Regions from separate parts of the Rattus norvegicus genome. Here region 2 is linked to region 1. Evidence: chromatin contacts called from public Hi-C data. All regions are on one chromosome and are shown on one strand. Each heading gives the region's core, a stretch centred on a gene start, on an enhancer-like site or on the middle of the called end of the contact. The rest is flanking DNA. Distances are from core to core; before and after follow the strand shown. Region 1 has its middle 46 kb from the start of C7h12orf50. Region 2 has its middle 190 kb from the start of C7h12orf50.

Evidence for each region. A called contact is a pair of places that touch in the nucleus more often than the background predicts.
Region 2: a contact with region 1 is called in a Hi-C map of the A7r5 cell line, with 5 times the contacts expected there. The contact joins two enhancer-like sites. A contact is called at or near these places in 5 of 12 Hi-C or Micro-C datasets (the A7r5 cell line, the Rat2 cell line, Schwann cells and 2 more).

What each region holds. Positions count from the first base shown.
Region 1 is chr7:37,341,728-37,345,962 of GRCr8, forward strand. No RefSeq gene overlaps it. Among named protein-coding and RNA genes, the nearest start is that of C7h12orf50, 46 kb to the left of the region's middle. Within about 2 kb of position 2,239, at least 1 of the 93 cell types and tissues checked has an H3K27ac peak or open chromatin away from gene starts, as enhancers often do. A contact at or near this core is called in the A7r5 cell line, where this site is marked.
Region 2 is chr7:37,490,934-37,495,168 of GRCr8, forward strand. No RefSeq gene overlaps it. Among named protein-coding and RNA genes, the nearest start is that of C7h12orf50, 190 kb to the left of the region's middle. Within about 2 kb of position 1,873, at least 1 of the 93 cell types and tissues checked has an H3K27ac peak or open chromatin away from gene starts, as enhancers often do. A contact at or near this core is called in the A7r5 cell line, where this site is marked.

The DNA.
Region 1 (4,235 bases), core at 989-3,488:
GACACTTCAAATATACGCACTGAAGGAACAAGGGCACTTGCATTTCAGAGACAAACTGCTGGAGACGAGGTGATAGGAGGGAGAAGATGCTTTATATGTGATATGACCCAGAAGCTGAACTCAACTCCCCAAAGGACTGGAGATGTGAAGAGGGGTGGCTGGACCATCTGCTTCTGTTATTGGCTTTACTGAAAAGAAAAATAAAGTAAAAAGGAAACTGTTGTTCCCTCCCCATCTCAGACAGCGTTACAACTGGGGTAAGGGATGGTAGGCTCCCCCTCTTTTAGAAGCTGAAAGAAGTAAGGTGGAGTGTCCCTTGAAGATTACATGGAAAAGATTGTTCCTGAATTTTAGATCAGGCACAGAAGTACTTATTTAAAGGGAGCCAGGGAACAGCATTTACAATGACAACTTTCCTAAGGTAAATGCTCTAAGGAAATTGAGGTTAGAGGCTGGGGGGGGGGCGTTCAAAATCTGCTTACAGTTTAGAGAAGCTCGTGGCAACATTAAGGTCTTTTTGAGTATTGTCTTTGAGTGAGGGAGGACCTGACATGGACTCAGGCAGGCACGAACTGTGTGCGTGAGTTCCAGAAGTTAGTCTTTCCCTGGGAGAGGAGGGAAGGCATTTGAAATGTATGTGAGAAGGAATAGTGTGTAGTCCATTTTTCCATTTCTGAGGGAAAGCTGAGGCCCATGCACTCTAAATTGGAGGGGAGCTGAGGCCTCAGGGAGAGCAGCTGAAGGCTTAGCAACACCAACCAGAGACTGGTTGCGAGCGTCAAGAGGGGCTGTGACACATTGAGAAAAGGCTGAGTTCTGGTGCATTTAGTACCATAGTCCACAAAGACTTCCAGGTTAATGTGAAAGGGAAGAGTAGAATTTGAATCTAAAGAAATACTAAAGACTTAGAAATCAATCACCAATCAACCCATCAAAGTAACAACAAACTGTGAGGTGGTAGTACATGTTTGTAATCCCAGTGGCTTGGAGATGAGTGGATGCTTAGGGCTTACTGGATAACAGCCTACACCATGGGTCCAGGTCAGGAAGAAGCCATGACTCGAGATGTTAATGTGAATAGTGCCTGAGGAAAATACTTGAAGTTAATGCATAAGCACACACACACACACACACACACATACACACACACACAAGCAGTGAAGGGGGAGAGAGAGAAAGAGAGAGAGAGAGAGAGAGAGAGAGAGAGAGAGAGAGAGAGGAAGAGAGACAGAGACAGAGACAGACAGAAAGAGGCAGATTGAAGGGAATGCCTGATGACAACTGAGAATGTTGGTGAATGTATCTTACAAAAGTAAAAAGAAAAATGTATTCATATCTTACGAAGTTACAATGCACTGTATTATTTACTACTTAAAGTGTAATCATTTATCTCTGAATGTAGACCTTGTAACAAGCGTACCAGTAACAACAGAGCCAAACCCTCGAATAGCACTTGGAAATAATAAGATTGAAATGTGAAAGGCAAAAACTACAGCGATCAAGACAGAGTTGCTTCCTTCAATCCATCGACAACATAGGAGAGAGGTTCCAAAGGAAGAAATTGTTCTTGCATTCGGTTTCCTGACAGGCATGATCACAAAAGATTCTTTCAGATGGATCAATTTACAGAAAGGCCTCCACAATATGCCATGCCACAACCTGTCTACAATAACATTGTCCGTAACCATCCACTCACCCTCAGACTGCTTTCAACTCTTTACTAATCACCTTGATCAGGATTGTTGTTTCAAAACGTTTGATGTAATTCTTATTTGTGCCTAACCACCCCGCCCCTCTTTGCCTCTTTGAGCGCAGCTATGGCTTACAAGACACAATTATTCTCACTGCAATGCTGTTCCTAAGTCACAACTTTCAAGTTGTCATGAATTGAAGGAAATTTACCACCTTCTGAACGCTAGGGGGCAGCACGGTCACAGAAACGGGACGTAAATCTAGCCCTCCTTCCCAATAAGACATTTTGTTTGGACACATTTATTTCTACCTCGCTGATGCTAACAGTAGGAGCCTTCAGAAATGAAAGTAAACAAAGCATAACCTTTTCATCGAAGAGACTTTATAGAAAGAAAACGGTATTTCGTTTTCATAAGGTTCCGGAGGAGCTATAATGTAGCTTGGGGGCTTCTATACTATTTGAAAATAAAAGCATAAAGAAGGATAGAGCAGGGGACACCCCAAGGCACATTTTCCTCTTGATGCCTTGGCTGAAATCGCGTTAGCAGCAACGAACTGCACGATGCTAGAGAAGAGAGCAGCCTAGGTTGCCTCCATTCCAATTTGGTATTCCTCTCCAGGGCTAGGTTATGGCTTTGGTGTATGTTCCTCATCCAAAAGAAGATGACATGGTTGCCCGTGGCCTTACTAAAACCAGCAAGTCATGAATGCTTGAGATGGGGTGAGAATCTCTTTCCATCAGGGAATAGAGGAGGATGCAGGAAACAAAATGAGAAAAGAAATTGGGTCAGGCAGAGAGAAAGTACAGAATTGAAGAGCTAATAAAGGTGTGAAAAGCACAAAGAAGGAGCATCTTTATTTACAGTAAGAATAAGAAGGGCACACGATGGTATAAAACTGGGATTCTATTTTGTTTTTTTGAAAACATAAATAAAATATATAAGGAGGCAACAAAACTTTAATTTGGACTTGATGTATACTGTTCAGTGGAGATATTGAGTTATATGATAAATCAATTAAGGAGTATGTGTTGTGTGACAGACAGACAGACACACACTCACAGGGTGGGGGGTATCACAGTGGTGGAAGAAAGAGGCACTGAGAGGCCAAGATACTATTTTTTTTTATGCCATTTCATGGTCATCCTCTGTTCAGCAGTTGACCACAAATGCACTAATTCAAGAAATGCTTTCTGACAATGGTATTTACAAATATGATACTCATAAAATGTCACTGTCGTGTATAAAACTCGCCTCACCGTTTTCTCATTGGTACAAAAAATAAACCACTATAACTATGATTTTATTGCCTTATAATTTGAGATTATAATGAAATTATATTATTTGCCTCTCCCTTTCCTCCTCCCAAATCCTTCAGTCTATATATGAACATCTCACAATAGTGCCTGGTATATCAGAGCACATGAGCTCATAATAAAATTTTAACTATTATTATTTATTTTTCTTTATAGTCTTTTTTTTTTAAATGAAATGTTATTAGGCTTCTATTACACAGCCAAATTCTGTGGACTAGGAATTAAATAGTTGGTCAAAACAAACTAGTCCTTGCTCTTTGGAAGTTTGGGAGGGTATATGAAAGTCACAAATTGTATAACCATACTGGGATGGTTTGTGTATGCTTGGCCCAGGGAGTGGGACTATTAGGAGGTGTGGCCTTGTTGGAGTAGGTGTGTCATTGTGGATGTGGACTTTAAGACCTTCATCCTAGTGGCCTGGAAGCCAGTATTCTGCAAGCAGCCTTCAGGTGAAGATGTAGAACTCGCTGTTCCTCCTGCACCATGCCTGCCTGGATGCTGCCATGTTCCCGCCTTGATGATAATGGACAGAATCTCTGAACCTGTAAGCCAGCCCCAATTAAATGTTGTCCTTATAAGAGTTGCCTTAGTCATGGTGTCTGTTCATAGCAGTAAAACAGAAGTTAGTAACAGGGACTGGGGTATTGCTGTGATAGGCCTGACCTTACTCTTGTTTAGAAGAATGAGGATTTTGGGACTTTGGATTTGGAAAGCACTAGAATGCTTTAAATGGGGGTTTAATGGGCTATCAGTAGGAATATGAAAGACTTTATTACTGAGAGTGATTTGAATTGTGTAGATGTGGCCCAAGAGGTTTTAGTGGAGAATTTCAATATGTGGCCTAGAGACTGTTTTATGGAATCTTGTGGAGAATGTAGCTGCTCTTTGCTCTTATCTGAAGAGTCTGTCTGAGGCTAAGGTGAAGAGATGCAGATTAATTGCATTGACAAAGGAAGTCCCAGAAATGCCCATCATAGACTTTGTTCTCTGGTTAAGTCTCAGGAAGAGCATTTTTAAAGAGCATAGCAAGCTGAGAAAGGAAAAATATAAATATATGGTTCGAGTATTAAAGGAGCACCAGGAAGTGAAATGGAGCTGAATCCCGTGTTCAAGCAGAAAACAAATTAAGGAGTGGGACTTTGGGGAAAGATTTTACCTAGTTAAGTTTGGGTCCAGGTATGGTGGTACACACCTTTAATCTCAGGAGAGAGGTATGCAGATCTCTGAG
Region 2 (4,235 bases), core at 623-3,122, 150 kb after region 1:
CAGTGAGGTAATTTTTGTCTGTCTGTCTCTCTCTGTGTGTCTCTTCCTTTCTTTGTGTCTCTCTGTATCTGTCTCCCTCCCTTGCTCCTTCCCTCTCTCCCTCCGTCCCCCTTTCTCTTCTCTCTCTCTCTCTCTCTCTCTCTCTCTCCCCCTTCTCTTCTCTCTCTCTCTCCCCCTTCTCTTCTCTCTCTCTCTCTCCCCCTTCTCTTCTCTCGCTCTCCCCCCTTCTCTTCTCTCTCTCTCTCTCCCCCCTTCTCTTCTCTCTCTCTCTCTCTCTCTCTCTCTCTCCCCTTCTCCTCTCTCTCTCCCCTTCTCTCTCTCTCTCTCCCTTCTCTTCTCTCTCTTTCTCTCTCTCTCTCCCCCTTCTCTTCTCTCTCTCTCTCTCTCTCTCTCTCTCTCCTCTTCTCTCTCTCTCTCTCTCTCTCTCTCTCTCTCTCTCTCTCTCTCTCTCTCTCGCGCGCGCGCGCGCGCTGTTGCTTTGCTCTTGTTTGGCTCCCCCCTGTGTGTCTGACTTTGGGTAAAAATGAGCACTGACTCCAAGTGTTAAGTCTTCTGAGGCTTGGTGCTGTTAGTCATGATTGAATACAGATGAAAACAACGGTATTGTGATTCACTGGAAGCCCTTTGTGAGAAAATTGGCAGCAATCTCTTTAGAAAACCCTGGGTTGAAACACACTTAATAGTTTTATGAAAAATTAAAAGAATTTGATCTTAGGAGCTGAAACAGCATCCACTGCCAGAAAGTGGTTTGACGATAATTTTTATTTCATGTTTGCTGAATTGATTATGGTTTGTCTTTTAACTGCTTGACAAAAACACACTTAAAGTCAGTGGGGGCAGGAGTAGGTATACACAGGGGAGGTATCTTATAGAAGAGGACATATAACAGACTTCACAATCTCATCCCCAAGGGTTTTTGGTCTTCATATCTGTATTACCCATCAGAGAACGTGAATCTCACACTTATGCTGCCGGGGGGAATTGTCGCTTGCCACGTTTTCTGTCATATTCTGCTTAAGTTCACCTCAATGCCTATGAAAATGAGGACAATGGACTCTTAGTGCTTTAAATGAATCAATCATCATAGAAAGTTGTCAACAAGCACAGACTTGTTGTCTCCTGGCTGGTACAAGAGGGAGGAAAAAAATCATCTCTAGAGATAGGGAAGACAAAATGTAGCTAAAGGAAGAGCAAACTCCCAACTACTGACTGCCTGCAGTATGCTCACCCCGTGCTTGTGACTCACTAGGAAAGAAATGTTTGCATGTTTTCAGCAGAGCCAATGGGACAAATAAACTTTAAGAACAGCCTCTCCAGCATTTGACTGTAGCGATTGTGGAAAGCACATCAGAGGGAGAGCATCACATCACACAGAGTCCAGAGACTGTTCAACTTGAATCCAGGTTCTGGAAGCGGATTCTCCTCGGGCATTAATTCTTTAAATTTAGGGATTTGACTTAAAAACCTACATACACCTGCCCCTCAAAACAAAACAAAGCAAATGTTTTAGTTCTCTCATCTACAAAAATGCTATTCTGTTTCTAGGGGTTCTAAACACTGGTTTGGTGAATCATAGATTTTTTTTTCTTCTCTTAAATAAGGGCAAAGGAATTTAGAATACACACACAGACACACACTTATGAATATATATGTATATATATATGTGTATGTATGTATATATATAGGCATACATATATAGACATATGTGTATATGTACATATATATCTATTTTAAGGAAGACACAGTTCCTGGCTTTGAATTCTCAGTACTGAGAAGTAGTACAAGGAGGATTTTCTTACTCATTTTGTTGAGGATGCACAACTATTCCACCACTGTAACATGCTCCAAGAGCAGCTTGACTCAAGAACCATAGGAAACATGGGCTTCACGCCCCCCCCCCCGCCCTCCCTTCCCTCACATCCGGTCTCTTTGTACACTAAGCTTTGTGGAGAAATTAAAGACTCTATCAGTTTCTAGCTTCTGCTGTTTTCCCTCAGTGATGTTTTCTAAGAATCTCTTCCAACAGAACACTTTTCACTTCCTTAGTTTCAGTCTCTATTCTTGCAAAAATCTCACCGGTTTACTAGAAAAGTGGAGTTAGGGAGCGTCATGTGAAGATCTCTCAGGCGCAAGCGGGCTGGTGTACATCACCACTAGGTGGCAGTCTAACCACACACGCTTTTAATCAATGACATCGACTTTACGGATGAAAAATTTCACTTGCGTTCTGTTTTAAAACTGTTCCCCATTTTACCACTCAAATGAAAGGCTTAGCTTTCAGACCACTTGAATTTTTTATGTTGTGCTTTATAAAATCACAAAGTTCAGTTATTTTGTTAGGCATTCAATAATTTATAAGTCCCTTTTCTACCTCGTATAACGAGAAGCCAAATTCCGCCAATACATGAGTGGTAGTGAGATACGGGTATGTTTGCTTGGCTTGGCTGTTACAAAATGAAACACAGTTTGAAGCACTATGCTGTGATGGGGCCAGGTAAAAATTTAAAAACATCTCAAAAACTGTACAGAGATGTGAAGGGAAACGTTTTTGCCCTCCTGTGAAATACAGCAGAAAAATGACCTTTTGGTCCATTTATTATGGTAGATCACTGAATTTGTTAATTATCACTATGCATATATTAATTGAAGATATTCAGTATTTTACAATTTTTTTTAAAAAGTCCCTAAACAAATTTCTTCTCTGGAATGGGTGGGTATCTCCGTGTATGTGCTTGGCCCTAGAGGGTATAGCATTTATGTATGTGTCTGAGATTCTATAGATTCTGAAATCTCTTTTCTTAGATGTGAAGTGGCATTTCCATGATTCCAATCACTCAGACCAGAACCTCAAGCCCAATTTGTTTGAGGTTTTTCTTACAGGGAATATGTGGAAGTTCAATAAACAAAGCCCCAAATGTTTCTTGGCGCGATTCTTTGTTCAGGCAAATTCATATCCAAACACTAAAGAGGCAAATATTCAGGTGTGTCTTCCGGTAATAGAAATGACAGCAGTTCAAATCAATAACAGACAAATGAGCAAGCAAAAGGGAAACAGTGTTCATTATTTTTTTAAAGTTAGTACCTTAAATAGGGCTAGATATTTTCTCCTAAACCGTATCATCGCCTACACCCATCTCCATGGTATGTTTCTCATAAGGGTATTTCCATGCAACTGTAATGGACATCAAACACATTAACCAGTACTCCTTACCTTTTCCATTCTGCTTTCTTCACCTTCCTCTCAGCCTCTGTCATTCTCCTTGAGTGAGTGGTTCATCAATCTGTGGGCCAAGACACCTTTGAGGATCGAATGAACCTTTCTCAGGGTCATCTTATGTTTGGGGATCACCACAGTATGAGGAGCTGTATTAAAGGGTCACAGCATAGTTTTGCTTGTACTTACAAATGCTTTCATATTTATTGATTGATATATTTATTGTGCATGGCTGTGTGTGAAGGTAAAAGGCAAACTTCCCATAGGAACATTTTCTCCTCTCCTGATGCGGGTTCCAGGGACCAAATTCAGGGGGTCAGCTTGGTGGCAAGGACCGGTACCCATTGTGCCATCTCACGGACCCCATTTTCAACTTAGCTGGCTCTATATTTTGATAAATTCTGTAGACTCCTAATAGATCGTATAATACTAAGATGTAGATTTTAAATGATAAATGATATAGGAAAAATCAAATGCTTTTTTTTAAATGACTGCATTCATCTTTCTTTTAAGTAATGAGCTATGGTATTTACAAACATTAAACATCTATCAAACCCACACAGTCATTGGCTCCATAATTCCCTAGTCTTTCCATAGTAGTATCTTTTTCCCTTTTTGCTTTATATTTTTAATTTCTCATAGTTTCTGGTTTAAATCCTGTACGTGTAACTCTATAGATGTCTAGTACCTGTGAATATGTATCGAATAAATATCTAAAGTTAGCGATTCATAAAGGTACAGGAGTAAGCACTTTGTATTCTATGTCATAGCGAGAAAAATACAGATTTTTTCCCAAGTTACCTAGATGGTGTTTTATGTTTCCCCGTAACTGGATAGACTTCCCATGGACTACAAGCTCCTGACCTTCCCTTGACCAGGGCATGTGTCTGCCTGTGTGTCTGTGTGTCTGTGTGTCTCTGTGTCTGTGTCTGTGATTGTGTCTGTCTCTCTCTAAATTATGAATCATCTTGCTGTCTTTACAACCCAGGATTGTCTTTCTCAAGGACCTGGGAGACAAGTC